Regions from separate parts of the Gossypium hirsutum genome. Here region 1 is linked to region 2. Evidence: chromatin contacts called from public Hi-C data. All regions are on one chromosome and are shown on one strand. Each heading gives the region's core, a stretch centred on a gene start, on an enhancer-like site or on the middle of the called end of the contact. The rest is flanking DNA. Distances are from core to core; before and after follow the strand shown.

What was found. A called contact is a pair of places that touch in the nucleus more often than the background predicts.
Region 1: a Hi-C map of leaf shows a contact between it and region 2, with 2.5 times the contacts expected there. The contact joins the promoter of LOC107910054 here to the promoter of LOC107909980 in region 2. A contact is called at or near these places in 6 of 34 Hi-C or Micro-C datasets (anther, hypocotyl, leaf and 1 more).

What each region holds. Positions count from the first base shown.
Region 1 is chrD08:43,424,946-43,427,836 of Gossypium_hirsutum_v2.1, reverse strand. It overlaps LOC107910054 (ethylene-responsive transcription factor CRF2), which reads left to right and starts at 1,406. Exons shown (of 1, transcript XM_016837802.2): 1 at 1,406-2,891. The coding sequence starts at 2,331.
Region 2 is chrD08:42,956,455-42,959,316 of Gossypium_hirsutum_v2.1, reverse strand. It overlaps LOC107909980, which reads left to right and starts at 1,497. Exons shown (of 3, transcript XM_016837711.2): 1 at 1,497-2,058. The coding sequence starts at 1,698.

The DNA of each region.
Region 1 (2,891 bases), core at 157-2,656, 470 kb before region 2:
TTTAGAAAATTTCAGCATACTTTCTCTAATTATTTTCTTTTCAGCATATATATATATTAGCGTGAAACTCATCTAAATTTCTCAATTCAAACAGAGAGAAAAGAACACGAGAAAACAACGTTCAAATAAATAATTGTCCCCGACAAACAGAGAAACTCAGTAAATTCCAGTCTTTATTTACCTTAAATTCTTCTAATCGGTAAAAAGAAGAAAAAGGAAAATGTGATTCATCATCGCGTGATCTAATTAAAACGGTGTACATTAAATCTATATAGTAAAAACACCAAATATTATTGTTATTTTTTAGGGTTTAATTATATCCGAGGTCACTAAATTATTTGTAACTTTACATTTTGATCACTCAATTTTAAAAAGTTACAAAATAGTCATTAAACTATTCAAAAAATTTCATTTAAGTCACTTAACTATTCAAAAAATTTTATTTAAGTCATTGGGCTTTAATATTTTTTTAAAGTCTAGCTAGCAAGCTACAAGTAGCGATTTGACAATTGGTATGGTAAATTAGTACCCATCAAAGAGTAGAAAAATATATGCTAAATCCAAGTAGATTTGACAGTTAGCGTCAGAGATCAAGGAATAATTCGTGATGTTTAAAGTTGTTCCAAAAAAGAAACTAAACTGTGGAAAAGAAGGGAAATGAGATATTTCGATTGATGCACGCAATGCAAACATAAAATGTCATACGACAACGAATTTAATAGTCTAACGACTTAAATGAAAACTTTTGCATAGTTAAATGACCATTTTATAATTTTTTAAAATTGAGTAATCAAAACATAAAGTTATTAATAGTTTAATGAGCTTAGTGAAATTTATCCTATTATTTAATGATGCGTTGCTAATTAGATAAATTGACCCTGTGTTTCATCTGACGGCTAATATTTACTGTCGGCAGAACAAGTTGTTGGAGCCAATCAAAACTCGGGGCTACTCAAAGAAATAATAATAAATACAAGACACGTTTCAACCTCACACTGTGCTTGAATACATTCGAAAAAATACCCTCCATACACATCACAGCGTGGTCATTAAATAAGAAGGTAAAAAAAAATAGCGCCAACTTCAAGGTTGCCTCCCACGTTAGTCTCAGTTGTAGTAAAATTTCCCAGCTGTATAACGGCTTGGTCTGCAGCAGCTGTAATCTAACCACCTCTGGCAGTCATAAAATGACGAAAATGCCTACACAAGGTAAAAAAACGGAAGATTAACTAAGGAATTATGGAGGCAATTAAAGGTAGGAGTGGGTGTTAATAATCATTAACTACCGGTTCTAATTTTAGTCAAAGGGAGAGGAGTGGACTGACCCGAGTGTCTGGTGTCACGTGACCTGAATCTCTGATTTCAAGATTAAATCTTTTTTGGACAACACCTAGACACCTAGTCAGCATTCCCCCCGGTTCACCCTTCCCGTTGGATCTTTCTGTTTTCTGCCGGAATCTCATCATCGCCGATATGTCCCCGCCCTTTCTCTAACAACTTTTTTTTAAAAATGAATAAATAAATAAAATATATGGCATTTTAACCTTGAGCCAATTACGGCTGGTCCTATAAAATAGCTCAACTTTCGGTATATGCCTCAAATCTCTGCTTCATTTTTTCTGTCCTTTTACTCTCTTATCTATCAAAAGAGCTATTCTTCACTCCTCTTTGTGTTCTTTTTCCTTTTCCTTTTTCTTTTCCCTTTCCCTTTCTTTCTTTTAAGACTTTTCTTTTTCTTTATGTTTCCTGGAGAAAGTACTGTATATCATCAGAAAGCAATTTGTGTTCTTTGTTTCTTTTAGGATTTGGTTTTGAAAGTTACCCAAAATAGCAAGTCTGTGCTCTGTCAAGTGACTAAGAAAAGGCACTGTCTAGTGGTTTTTTTTTTTTGGTTCGCGGCATCTTCCCTTTTTCTTTTATCCTCTGCAACTTTTACCTACAGTTTTCTTTCTTTTCTTCTTTTTCTTCGCTCCGTTCTCTCACAACTACTGGTTTTTGCCATCGGGGTGCTTTCCGTACTGCTTGTTTAAGCGCACTATTGTTTTTTTGGGGATAACTTTCCTTGAAATTTCTCGTGCTCTTAAGTACTTTTGAGTAAAACTTTTAACAGATTAATGGTGGGCTTCTCTTCATTTCAAGCTTCTCATTAACGTGTTCATTGTTCAGCTTTCCTTTTTAGCCCTTTATTCTCCTGGGGTCAAGTCTCAAAGGAATCCCTTCTTTTCCCTCCGCTTTTATTTGACTACCCTTCCCACTCTCTCTCAATGACCAAGTGATAGAAGTTGAAAACCTGCAAATACACCAATAAGGCAAAATCGAAAAAAAACAGAATGGATCATTGTTCTGTTTCTTCAATCAAATACACAGAACATCGCAATCAAACCAAGCTCCTTTCACCACCGTTAAATGTCAAAGTCGAAAACCAACCAGAAATGAAGCCTCGCATTGTTCGGATATCAGTTACTGATGCTGACGCCACTGATTCCTCCAGCGACGAAGACGAAGAACAAACAACCCGAAGAGTCAAGAAATTCGTGAACGAGATAACTATCGGTTCATCATCATGTCCCGCCCAAAACGACGCTGCTTTCAGAAGTAAATCGTCGACTTTGTCCAGGAATTCTCGAAAAAGGCCGGCGGCTGTTTCTGTAGCAAAAGCGTCCTCCGCTAAGGTATTACCAGCCGGGAAGAAATTCAGAGGAGTAAGGCAACGGCCTTGGGGAAAATGGGCGGCTGAGATCAGGGACCCGCTAAGGCGTGTACGGTTATGGTTGGGTACCTATGACACCGCCGAAGAAGCAGCAATGGTGTACGACAACGCGGCTATTCAGCTGCGTGGTCCCGACGCGCTCACTAACTTTACCACTCCCCAGCAAAAATCACTGCAAGAC
Region 2 (2,862 bases), core at 248-2,747:
TATTATTTTCATTCGTTTTATTATGAGTATTGATATGTAATGAAATGTTTAAAATTTCTGTTTGATTGATCCGTAAACCCTAGTAATGCTCTGTAACCCTATTCCAACAACGGATATAGGTTAGGGGTGTTACAGAATGTCACGGGGCTAGACTTTTTGTATCGCAAATCGTGCGGCCTTAAGAGATTATTTCTTACAGAATTTCTTTAAGGCACTTAAGCAAAGCAAAAGCAAACTCTGAAAAGGAAGAAGCTACGAACAAAGAAAACCACGAAAAGAGAGTGCACGCCAAGTGTTTGAGTAAATGCTATCATTATTTCTTTAACTTAGAAAGGATAAAGTGATTACAAATAAATGGGAAAACCTCTATTTATAGTTGAGCTCCCCCAGATCTAACGGTACAAGTCAATTTACATTAACGACTAAGATTAGTTCTCATCTACAATAATAGAGTCCTAATGGATTTAAATTCTATACATGTTTATCCTTTAGGATTTTTACAATAATTATCCTAGTAAAATACAATTTATTGGAGTGTTTCACTTTAACTAGGATTCAAGTAGATGGGCTTCTTCACAAGTTCCACGTATCAGGCCAATTCATATGGGTCAAATGAGCCTTATTTAATAAGTTGACCTCTATGGGTCATTCTGTGCGCAAAGGTCACGGGCTTTGATCCGTAGCCCATGACACTAGTACAGAGATAGGGATTGAACTGATTAACTCGCAAACCAGTACAAACCAGTTGAACCAAGTTAAAAAAAACCAATTGAATTGATTTTCACTATTGTTAGATATTCTTTTTATTTTATGAGTTTATAATAATTTATTTGATCAAACTAGATGAACTGATCAAACCAAGAACTAACAGCTTGATTGGTCTAACCATCTGTCTTGTTCTGAAGAAAGAAAAAGAAAATATTTATAAAAGATATAATAATATTTTTTTTCTCCTTTTTTTCATATGTCAATTTTTAATTGGTTATTTTTTTTTAAAATAACTCAACGGTTGAACTAACAGACGTACCAATTTGAAAATAAAATAGTTTAAGTATCACTGGTAACAAAAAAAATGTTTAGATACCAAAATGAGAAAAAAAATTTGAATAGTTTAAGTACTAATTTATGGGTTAAGCTCATTTTAAAATAGACATAAGGATTTGACTAACAGATGTACTAACTTGGAGAAAAAAGATAATTTAGATACTACTTGTGACCAAAAAAATTTTAAGTACCAAAATTGATATAATTTAAATATCCATTTGTGGGTTAACTCTTTACCGTTAATAATATATGTCATGTCTTTATATTATTGTTAATGATTCCAATTGTTAATAATATTTTCTTAAAAAAAAGTTGATTCAAAAATTTAAGTTTGAGAGTTAATGTTGTTCTTCATTCTATTTGATGGAAAAGCTAATCAGATTTTAAATTATACAACAGAACAAGAATTCATGTACCATAAAAGAGTCCAATAATGGTAAATTTTTTATTTCTTTGGGGGCATGCAAGGAAGGCCCTAAGAATCAGCCCATCTTACAACGTGGCAGATTGTTTGCATTAGAAACCCAAACCCCACAGATCAAAATTCTCTAATCCACAATACTATCATCATCATCATCATCATCTGCAAGAGGAGAAAAATCCAAACTTCAAAGCAAAAAGGGCTGAATCGAAGCTGTAGTAGTCTTGACAACATGAATCTCAGCTGTTTACAACCTTTGTTTAAACCACCCAATTATGTTGTCCCCGTTAGTTCAACAGTTCCAGGTTCTTGTCATTTCTTGCAAAACTACCAAGCAACAATTCCAAGCAGAGGTTCCTGGAGTTACAAGGATGGAATGTTTGTTAACAGGAAAGGAGGGATTGCGCGCGGGTGGTTGTTGCCAGTGGATCCATGGGCACCAAATATTGACTCACAAAGCATTGCTTCTCAACTCTTTGCAGTTTCTCTGTTCCCATATATTGGCTTCTTGTACTTCATCACCAAGTCTAAGTCTGCTCCCAAGCTCACCCTTTTTGGCTTCTACTTCTTGCTTGCCTTTGTGGGTGCCACCAGTGAGTTTCCTGGGATGTACCATTTTCTTTTCTCAATGCTACTTTAGTTTATGAGGTTGCTTTTATGTGGTGATTAATGTTCTAAGTTGCAAATTTTATGTGAAATTTTTTACTCTCTTTGCCATGAAATAAAGAAATTAGTTTGGGTAAAAAGAGTAGGAAAAAATTACACATTTTAGCATGGATGTAGACGGAGTGAAAAGATTATGAGTTAGTTTTTGTTGATGATTTTACATGAAACCTACTTTGTTGATAAATGCACTGGTGTTGAGATAACCATCATTTTAGCATATATACCTTTCAAGTTTCCTTAAATTGTCCAAGAGAAATGTTAGATATTCGAATTAAGTTGCTAGTGTTCTCGTATGTTTTTTGTGCTTTTTGAGAGTGAGAATTGATGGCTTCTCATAGCTAGGGCAGAGATTCATATTGTGACAATGAGGCATCTGCAATCTCGAAAATTCTGTTAGAATTGTAGAGAACTTGGTGTCTTTTTTTATCATTTTGAACCAGTGGCAGGCGAGCAGTTCGGTTCTAAGTCATCTATATATTCTACAATATGATTTCTTCTCAGTTATGTGGCTCTATATTTATTTCATCAACACTGATAATTGGTGTAGCACTTGTCATAGATGAGCAGCATGAAGTACACAAAATCTGCCCAAAGCAAACATAAAGGAAATGACTCGAATAGGGATATAGAGCAAAGAAAATGCGGCTTTATTCAATGTAGTTTTATACAATGTTCCTTACTTTGGATGGTTTTCGCCTGCATTTTGATTTTGCTATTGGTGGCTTTGTTTC